2 separate regions of the Zea mays genome follow, and region 2 is linked to region 1. The links are chromatin contacts, called in public Hi-C maps. All regions are on one chromosome and are shown on one strand. The core of a region is the stretch at or near the end of the contact, and the rest is flanking DNA. Distances in the headings are between cores, read along the strand shown. Region 1 has its middle 41 kb from the start of LOC100193486. Region 2 holds the start of LOC103633148 (probable inactive poly [ADP-ribose] polymerase SRO3).

Evidence for each region. Hi-C and Micro-C count contacts between places; a contact is called where the count stands out from the background.
Region 2: a Hi-C map of leaf shows a contact between it and region 1, with 4 times the contacts expected there. The contact joins the promoter of LOC103633148 here to the enhancer-like site in region 1. A contact is called at or near these places in 3 of 25 Hi-C or Micro-C datasets (endosperm, leaf and tassel).

Annotation. Positions count from the first base shown.
Region 1 is chr1:29,592,839-29,598,314 of Zm-B73-REFERENCE-NAM-5.0, reverse strand. No RefSeq gene overlaps it. Among protein-coding and RNA genes, the nearest start is that of LOC100193486, 41 kb to the right of the region's middle. Within about 2 kb of position 3,099, at least 12 of the 20 cell types and tissues checked have an H3K27ac peak or open chromatin away from gene starts, as enhancers often do. A contact at or near this core is called in endosperm and leaf, where this site is marked.
Region 2 is chr1:29,681,507-29,686,809 of Zm-B73-REFERENCE-NAM-5.0, reverse strand. LOC103633148 (probable inactive poly [ADP-ribose] polymerase SRO3) reads left to right here and starts at 3,272. Exons shown (of 4, transcript XM_008654828.4): 1 at 3,272-4,395. The coding sequence starts at 3,584.

The DNA.
Region 1 (5,476 bases), core at 1,850-4,349:
CGAGTTGCATGCGGGTGCGCGAGTAAGGGTGGGGTGAGCTAGTGGGGGCACTGGGTTCAAATGGCCGAGCGTGGGGCGGTTGCCGAGCGTGTGGTGCGATTTGGGCGCGACTTACTCGACGTGCGCACGGTCCACGTGGGTTGACGGTTGAAGGAGGGGGTGGGGCTGCCAGGTGGGGCCAAGGCATCAGTGGGCCGACGCAGGTGCGCACGCAACGGACGAGGAGAAGAGCACCGACAGGTGGGCCCTCGGTGCACACAGAGAGAGGGGGGAGCGGGCGCGCGGTTATGAGCGACAGTGCCGATAGGGTGGGCCTGTGGGAAGGGAGACAGCGCCTGCGCAGGGCCACACGAGCGCACGCGGGATGAGCCCTAGCAGGTGGGGCCAGTCGGTCAAGGGGGAGGCGGAAAGTGCGGGCGCGGAGCAGGCCGCTCGATGGGCCAGAAGGTCGGTTGGAAGAGGGGCGTGGGCTTCTTTTTATTTTTCTTTTATTCTGAATTTTTTCTCCTTTATCTTCTCTTTTGCTTTTGAATTTCGAACCCAAAGTGTACTTCACAAATTTCAAAGAGAGGTGCATCAAGCATATGCATCAAACAAAAAAATTGAGGTTCAGCATGATGCAACACTTCATTCTCCCTTGGGATTTTGTCTTCTAAGATATAATTACATCTCCAAGAAAATAGTTCTTCCTCTAAAGAAATTGAAAAAGGGAAACTAGGACAGGAGGAGGAAAGAGGAGTAACACCTGAATTTTGTGGATATCAGCAAAGAAATTATATATCCCTAAATTCAGGGTGTTACAAATTACAATGCGAAGGTAAGGGAAATATAACTTTGTAGGCAGCGCGGTTCAATTCTCTCTAGACAAAAACATGTGTCCAATGCATAGCTATGTTCCTCTATTTATTGTTGTGAGGTAGAACTTCGTAAAAAATACAATCAAGCCCTCAAACCTATACATATAAGCTAATGAGTAGAATAAGGGCACCAGTGTCTTTTACTCTCGTAATCTTGCTAAACAAGTCTTGATGACCCTGCCTTGCTTTGTCCAGCTTCTTCATTGCTTGTGTATGTCGTTGATCCGAAGCCCATGGCTTCACTTTTCAAGCGGTAATAATCAAATAATAGCTCTAGACGATGGTATCCTTCGACATTGATAGAGCTGACCCTCGCGGTTTTATGGGCGTGTGTGGCTAGGGGTTCAGGAATATGGCATGGGGCATGTGGGCCCATAGTGATCACATGGCATGACATATGACAATACTGGACACAGAGACGTGGCCAAGAGGGGAGGTTCCTGTCTTGGGGTCCAATGCTTAATAGAACTGATAGAGTACTTATACCAACAAGATGCATCTTTTTCGGAAGCCTATCTTGAAAAAACCTTCGAGTTAAACGTGCTTGGTTCAGAGCAATCTTGGATAGGTGACCGACCAGGATGCTTTCTCGGGTACGCGTGAGTGAGGACAAAGTGAGCACAAAAGACTCGTGTTGGTCTGTGATGGTGGTATATGATATCTACATGACTACTAGGAGTAAGTACCGTCGGTCCATGAGTGGATGGAGTTTTACATTAGGTTATCCCTTTGACACAAAGCGATGACAAAAGTGTAAGAGAGGTGACATGCATAAGTAGGCATGTTCCACATGAGGAGCTGGGCCACAATACACCATAAAAGGCTTTCACCGTTGAACTAGAGAATCACTGTTAGTTCATGGCTTGAATTGCCAATGACAGACTTTTGTGCAAAAAACTTTAGAACTTTACTATAAGATGGGATCAAGAAAAACTTTATATCAGAACTATAGAGTTTAAAGAGATCTAAAACTTTTTAGTTGATATCTTTTAATTTGAGATGGTTTATAAGTCAAAATATCAAATATAAGCTTTTAGATTAGATCTAAGATGAATAACAATGTAAAATGAAGACAAAGTCAACATCAAACTTGTAGCATTTGAAGAGATCAACAACTCTGTAGTTGATAACTTTTTCATTTAAGATTGTTTGGATAACTTTTATATTTAAGATCATTTGGAGTGTCAAATATATATACAATATAAGATTTGAAATTATGTAGTTAAAAGAACAACTTTAGTTGTATAGTCACATATGTTATATAGCTCAGTTGGTTTATGCATTTGATGGAATATAAAAGTTGAGGTCTTGAATCTAAATCCTACAAAACCTCGCTGAGCAGCACAATGCACACCGGCAGTGATGAACTTGCCCACGCGGGGTGTCACACGACCTCGCCAAGCAGCACAATGGACACCATTCAGCTTTTATCTTTGTGAGAAACTGATCATAAGTAAAAAAAAAACAAATATGATCAATCATGGCCTGTAGTGCGGTAGAGTGCATTGGGTAGTAGGCCTAAAACCATCACGTCACTAGTGAGGGTCTTAAAAATTCTTCTGAAAGGCTTGAGGTGCCGGCGCAATAACAGCGCCGATCAGTGACTACACTTGAGGCAGTAGTGGCTCCAACACAACATTATGATGAATCTAGTGATATCTTTGAGAGAGAGAAAAAACAACCTAGCTTTTAACCTGTATTGAAATGTACAAGATGATTCAAAGTTTAAACTCAAAAGTGGTTTGGAAAGTGATTTTTATTGAGAAATGGAGCTCACCAATTGAAACGAAGACTAGCCTTGAATTGACATTGACAAAAACTGTGCAGGCATGGGATGTGTAAGAAGGCAAGAAGCCAAGAAAATAAATCGACGATAGCTACGCTGAATTTGTGGCGACGGATGCGATCTAGAGAGAAAACAAATACAATCAAACAAAGGAAAAAGTTGTTTGTAAGAAATCAACTTCAATAAAAAAAATTCCAAATGTTATAATGGAAAACCTTAGCTGTCAAGCAAATATTCCAATCAGCTATACGATCTATGATGATGTACCATGTGTGCACTGAAGTTTTTTTTGCATAGTATATTTCTTCTGATGAGACATCCGATAATCTCTCATCACACAAAAAAAAAAATTGAAGCACAGACAATCCAGACATGCATTTGCACGAGGTTGATGAGATCATCTTCATCCCTCGCTCCAAAGGAATGGATGGATGCGCCGCCCCCACTTCAGGATATGAAATCATTGTGGGCGCCACCATATCTGGTATCATCTGACAAGTCAGCCGCTGGCGCCACCGCCACTGCCTTGCTTCATCCAGCGGTTTCTGTTTTTATTTGTCCACCTGTCTTTCTTTCCTTTCGGTTGATTTGCATGGATGGATGTATATCGTTTGGCTGAAGAAGTTTTCTTTCATTTGTTTAGAATAATTAATCAATCACGTAGCTATAGGACTAGTAACTCTCATGTCTACCGGCTTGCACTGATGATACGAGCGGTGGCTAGTATATAGCATGGTGCTCATCAACAGCTCAATGATACTGTACTGCTCATCAGTCTACAACAACCGGAAAAGCTCGTCAATCAATAGCTGTTGTATTCTGATGAGCTGATGCGCCTTGTACACAAACCACTGGTGACTTATATATATCTCGAGGAGGTCTTTTTTTCAACTGTTGTAGATCGATGAGCTTTTTTTTTTTTGAAAAATTGACTAACATATTCTGCGTCTTAGAATATGCTTTGTTAACTGCTTACTCCGTTCATTTTTATTTGTCACGGTTTAATTTAAAAATGAACTAGCGAGCGACAAATATTCGAGACCGGATGTAAGTATATATAACAACCATGGGTGCCTGAAGTTGATCTCAACAAATTAAAGGCGCTCCGTATTCTCATGGTCATTTCTCTGAAATTTCTAGCAATGCAACTTGCTTAGACCCAGGAAAGGAATCTACTAGTTCTAAAAGAACCTGTGCGTGTAATTTTCTCAGTTTTCGTAGGACCGGGTCGTATTCATAAAGTAGTAGAGCACTCGATCCTTATAAAAAACGAGGGGAACAAAATGGGTCATTCCCTACTACTTTATATGCCTGGATTTTGCACCAGCTCATCTAGGCCAGGGCCGGATGCACGTTCAGCGGCTGTACAGGGCTCGGAGACCGACCGTAGAACCAGCCAGCTGACGTCGGACTACCGGTGAATGGCGATCGGCGGCGACGACGACGCCGACGTGTAGCGAATCATCGTCTGACACACGGCCGGCGCACCCCGCACGCCCGCGCTTTTTTTACCGCTTTTGTCTCTCCCACCGGCGCCGGTGGCTGTTTCGTTGTCGGCTAATCATGTCATCATTACTAGATTTTCTTCCTTTGGTTGGGAGGTCGTGGCTTCCAAGTCAATGCATATCTCCACGGGGTTTAGACCATGCCCCGTGATGATTGATGATTAGGGAGAGCTAGATAGCGAAGGGTGGCGAGAGCTCGAGTAATCAATAATTAACGAGGATAGATCACGGATAGAACCGTTTGTTTATACTACTACTCTATAGAGAGAGACACTCGTACACAAATATGTACTTGAGATCATACACAATATTTGCCACACGGTATGGGTGTTTTCATATACTAATCCATATTTGACCTTAATTATTAGCTTGTCAAAAATCTGGGCACATCTATGACGAGGACTACTTCTACACAATTCAACATCGACCGGTCACTCATGTGCGTGGTCCCACAGGGACACTGATACGCTGTATCGTTCACAGGACACCACAGAGATTTGTACTTCAGTTTTTAGTTTATGTATGTTTCTATATTTTTGCCTTGATAGACTTTTATCTTACTCGGGAGTATGTTGTCGGTGCCCTTTATGAAACTGCAAGACCAGAGGGCGCTTGTCACAGAAATCATCTACAGTTATAACTATCGTTGTTGCACGCGCGCCTACTTCAATAAGGTCAGTGACGAATCTCCAGAAGATTTGATAAGATCTCTTTTAACCGTGGCAAAGAATGTAAAAAGTTGAAACGTGAGAAAACTGCGAAACGGGGTTGTAACTAATTTCCACACCAAAATTCAAAGTCGTCCATGGTTTGCTACTTGTGGAATCAAAACATTCTTTTTTGTACAAGTTAAGTGTATAAACACACTCGGACCTCGTTTGACCACCCTTCAGTGTGCTCGCTCCGCCAGCTCCAGCTCTAAATGCACTACCGTCTACCACTACCGGAATCCGAGCCTTTGCCGAGTGCCGGCCGCTTTGCCGAGTGCCTTTTCTCGGGCACTCGGCAAAGACGGCTTTGCCGAGAGCCGCACTCGGGAAAGCTCGGCTCTCGGTAACGAGCGTCTTTACCGAGCGTAGGACACTCAGTACAGGTCCACACTCGGCAAATCCATGTTTGCCGAGTGTCAAACACTCGGCAAATGGGGCTCTCGGCAAAGGGCCGTCAGCGGCCGTCCCAAAGCTGACGGTCGTCAGTCTTTGCCGAGCGCCAACGGTTGGCACTCGGCAAAGATTCTTCTTTGCCGAGTGTCGCCCAGTTGACGCTCGGCAAAGAACTCTTTGCCGAGTGCCATCCCTAGACACTCGGCAAAGTATATTTTTATTTCT
Region 2 (5,303 bases), core at 2,023-4,522, 88 kb before region 1:
GCAAATAATTAGCCAAGAGATTCTATATAGGGCCTTAGATCATGTTCCAAATCTCTATAACTAATAGTTAATTAGTTAGTTAATAAGTTATTAGCTAGAATAGCTAGCTAGCTAATAGATTATTCTTACGAACTAATTGTTCTTACTACCCCTGGCTCCCTTCTATGCTTTAAGTCATATTTAGCAACATAACATGGTTACTTGTACGAATATTCTAGAAAATTGAAATGAATTCAAAATTTCAAATTACCTGGCTTACCTGTGCAGGCGTGCAGCGGTGGTGGCGACAGCTCCTTTGCTTGCGAGGATGAGTTCCAGAAAGAATGGGGTATATATGGTGGGTAGTGGGGGGTATTTTATACTTTAACCATCTATTAGATGAAATTAGCTGGCTTGAGATAGTGAACGAACGGTTAGTTGGGGTGTAGCTAATAATTAGTTGGCCTATTAGCTTATCCATTCTATACTCCCCTAGCTAATTTAAGTTGGTAATTGTTACTCCCCCGGTCCAAAAATATTGGTCGTTCTTATCTTTTATATGAGTCAACCGTTCTTAACTTTGATCAAATATACATAAGAAAGTGTTAGTATTTATAGTATATAATTAGTATCATTAGATAGATATTTAAATTAATTTTTTAGTAAAATTATTTGGAGATACCAATATAGCTAATATTTTTTTTATAAAACTAGTTAAACTTAAGAAAGTTTTAGCAACACGAATACCATGGCGACAAACATTTGTGGACGGAAGAAGTGGTTTTATAGAGGGTGTTTGGTTTGCCCCTGCTAAAATTTAGCCCCTATCACATCGAATGTTTGAACCTTCGTTCGGGTTATTAAATGTAGTCGGATTATAAAACTATTTTCTCAGCCGAAGATTAAAAAGTGAGACGAATCTAGTACAGTTGGTTGAGTCTATATTTCATACTTCTATTTGAAAGTCAAACGCTTGATGTGACACGGGCTAAACTTTAGTCCACAGAACCAAACACCCCCATAGTATTGGTGCAAGGGCATCATAGGCGTGCCATGATAATGAGGTATTGAGGTGTATATGCTTAATTAATAATAATCTTAAAATAATTCGCAAAAATACTATAATTAAATATACGGACTCAATCGTATTAATGGATGTAGGGTTAGCTTAGGCCCTAAGTTTGTGCCACGTCCGTCCGAGCTATACATGGGCCAGCAGGCTGCCACCAGTCTATGAAGGCCGGCGTGTGCGTCGTGCGCGCGTGGACTGGACGGTTGATCGAGAGTTCGAGACTGAGAGGATCGCGCGGTCGGTTTGCAGTGGACTTGTTGTTAAACAACTACCCTAGCTAGGTCGCCGACGGCCGACCTGGGATTTCATCCAGTTTCCGCCGTACAAAACTGAAGGGTGCTCCGCTGGTATATCCCCCTCCGCCCCGCCCCCTGATTTGTGCCTTGCGTAGTGTACGGTGTACCACGCGCGTTGACGCGCCAAGTTTTTGCTTCCTTTTCCTTTAATAAAAAAAAAATGAAGGGATCGAGTGTAGAAGCAAGCAGGGCTTGCGTCACGAGGTCTCCAAAATATCCCACGGCGAATGGATAGAACGAACCCGATAAGAATAGCAACAAATATGAAATATCTGCTTGCCGCGCCATGCAGCCTCCCGAGAGGCTGGAACACTGCACGCTAGCCGCGCCCGCGCAGGTAGGTGGTGGATCGTGGATGGAAATGGAACACGGGAGATGCACACCTTGCAGGGCTCGTTCCCAGGATTGGTCGCGGCCTCATCGCAATCAGCTACGGCCGGATCGAGTATGCAGCTCAGTTTTCCGTGGTACTACTCCTAGCACTCCCAACTTGCAGGTGGGCGAGGAAGAAAAAAGCAAGTTAATAATCGTTTTCATTGATGATAAGGCAGGCAGCCGGCAACAAGTTGATGACCATCGCTCACATGTGCTGGGCCACGATAACGAGGCATTAGTACAACTGGTACGCACGCGACCAGAAGCTCGCCGATGAAATAGCTTGACCACCACGGAGCAGAGCTAGCAAATTCGTATCCAAGTACTCCTACTCAGAGAGAGAGGGGCAACGCGAGGGCACAAGGTCAGCTTCTGCTCTACCAGGCACTGACCGCGGCGCGGCGGCGCCCCACGGAAGCCTCGTCACATGGATGTGCTTGCGTCTCAAGAAGCAGTCGCGCGGCGCGGAGAGCCTTCCGCGTCAAGGAAAAACTGCCCAGGCGCTCGTGGTGGCGTCTGGCTGCAGGGGATCCGGAGTGAAAGGAGCGCGCCGTTTCGTGCGACGAACCCAAACCCAAACCCAAACCTGACATGCAAGCAAACACGGCCGCAGGGCCGCTCAACTGATCAGTCTCAGGCCAGCCAGGGCAAATCCGGTACTGCCAGGTCATGTCACAGGCGGTTGGAGTACAACGCCCGGAATGTTTTCGTACGGATGGATATGTGACTATGTGAGTGCCTGGAAATCCAAATTATCTGAGCTTGTATTCACTGGAAATGCTAATATAGATATCCATTTAAACCATTTAAAACTTATTTTTACCACTAATTACTAATTACAAAATGATTTTAATATTGATACAAGAAAAATGATATACACCATTCAAAATATTTTTTAAAAAAATACCAAATAAATAATCATATCTTTATCTATATCTCTACTACTATAAGTATCAATTTTAATGGTCGTCCTCGCATGCATTTATTCGAAATCAACCGACAGTTCCACCGTCTTGCGTCACGTGCGAAGCCTGTCTTTTGCATGTGCAACCAACCATACAACCGCCTTGTACGCTGATATTTTATCGAATATATTATCACATATTAGCAAGATCAAATGACTAATGGATAAACAATTTGTTAACTCTCCCACTAACAATTATTCAACTTATTAGCAAGCCTGTTTGGAGTTCAAGATGATAAAACTAGCCGACAAATTATTTGCCGGATGGATCCAAACAAACCCTAAAACTAATTACAAAGGCAAGACAAATCTATTAAATCCAATTAGTCAATGATTTACCCGTATAATGCTATAATAAACATTAATTATAAATTAGTTAGATTTAATAAATCTGTCTCTATTTAATCTTCACAAATATAACTATTTTTTATAATTAAATTATATTTAATATTTGTAATTGATATCTAAACATTAGATACGGTACATACTAAAATTTAATCGAGAAAACCAAAGACCACCGGTAACATCCGTGTTCACATCATGCAAAACTGCTCCACACAGCAGATCTTCCGGCAAAACGGTTGCGAGGCTAAACTGGACATTTCTAGACTTCTCTACCAAGTCATATCTCATATCCCCCGAAACAGTCAGGGGCTGAGGGAGGCGCCGCCTGGGTGGAGTGGAGAGCTGGAGGCAGATCGAAATAAAGAGCACCTTCCGAACCGACGTCCTCGCCAACGTCGTCTCAAACGTGCCCCTCACGAGACCGTCCTCCAAAATCCTGAAACCTATATAATTCCCGCTCCATCACCGGCCGGACGCCTGATCCGAGCCCCTGAGTCCTGATAGTACACGACAGGCACCGCAGCAGACCGGCCGGACTCGGCGCCAAGCGCGATGGATTTGTCATCCGACGACGTGAAGGCGGCGAACATGCGGCCTGCGGTTGCTGCTGCCGACGGCACGTCGACGCTTCTGCGGGGTTGGCGGGAGTTCATGCGGAGCGGCGCGCCGGCGAGGTTCCTCTGTTATGAGGACGGCAAGTGGATCGGTATCACCGGAGAGGCGGTGCCGCAGCTGCGCCAGGCGTTCCAGGAGAGGAGGGCGATGGCCGATGCTTCGTACGGGGGCAAGGCGTACCTGTTCGACTTCCTCCGCATGATCAGGATCGACGAGGTCACCGGCGAGGAGACCGGGCTGGCGTGGATCGACGACCGCGGGGACTGCTTCTTCCCGGCGCCCGACTGCGGAGGGAGGAAGCGCAAGAGGGACGACGAGCCGGCGGAGGACGAGGCCGAGTCATCCTCGGGCGTGGACGTGCGCTCAGGGGAGAGACACGGCGTGGACGCCAAGAAGATGAAGGCATGGGAGAACGCGGCGGTGAGGCTCGAGGAGAACGACATGTACTACCAGGTCGTCAGCAAGCTATTCCTCAGCTATGGGATGGCGCAACGCGGCGCGGCGATCACGGAGGTGCGCAAGATCGCGCCCGGCGCGAGGACCGTGGCGTTCCGGGAACAGGGGCAGCGCCTCGCCTACGCGCGCTGCACAGCCACCGGCACCGCCAAGTTCGCATGGTACGGCGCCTCGGAGGACGACGTGGCCGCCGTCGTCGAGCGAGGATTCGTGAGGAACAACGCGCCAAGGCTGGGCGCGCGCAAGCACGGCGACGGCGTTCATCTTTCGCCGGCGCAGTGCCCTTACACGAGGTGAGTTCTGAGCTGGTTTTGGCATTCCGATTCAGATAAATCTGGACTTCGCAATTTTGATCGATCCCGAGCTGAGTTGTAGTATAATTTGCCTAGTTGCCAAGATTCCCATTTCTTTTACTTGCATATATATATATATGAAGCTGCATCGATTTTGCCGGGTGAATTTGTAAGAATCTTGCACATAGTTCCTCTTCTATCTAGCCCGCTGATTGGTAAATATATCAAACTAGAGCGAAGTTCATAGTCTTTTTGCCATATATTCCTGTTGTTTTTATTTGGGATTATAATCTGCTCAGATCTTAAACCCTAAACAAACATGCCCTAGATGTGTTTATTTCATAAGTTAGATTATGGTGAAAAAGTAAGAGAGTAAAATATTTGTTTATGACTACGAATAAAATAAAATAAGTTAGTATTTGATAGTTTATTTTAACTTATTTATGATACCAAAATAATATTTTACCCTTCTAAGAGCAACTCCAATAGTTATGTAAATTTTAGCTCTCTAAATCACAGATTTAAAAAGTTGCTAAATGGCTTTTGGAGTAAAAAAATGTGAGTTCTCCAATAGTTCTCTAAATATAGGTTGTAATTTTGTTTTGTATTTATCCACATAAAAAATAAGTCACAAAAACTATATAATGCAGTCAACATTTTTGTTTAGGGAGTTGTTAAATGATTGCCAAATGTAGAGAGAAAATGAGGTTAGATGACAAGTTGTTAAATTTAGAAAGTTCATTTAGAGAACTGTTGGATAATAGTTTTTATGTTAACTACCTAAATTATTAATTTAGGAAGTCTTTTAGAGAACCGCTGGAGTTGCTCTAACTTTTTATCATAATTTAACTTATATAATATAGGAGGGATATATCTTGCCAAAGTCTTAATCAATTCCTTGTTTCTTC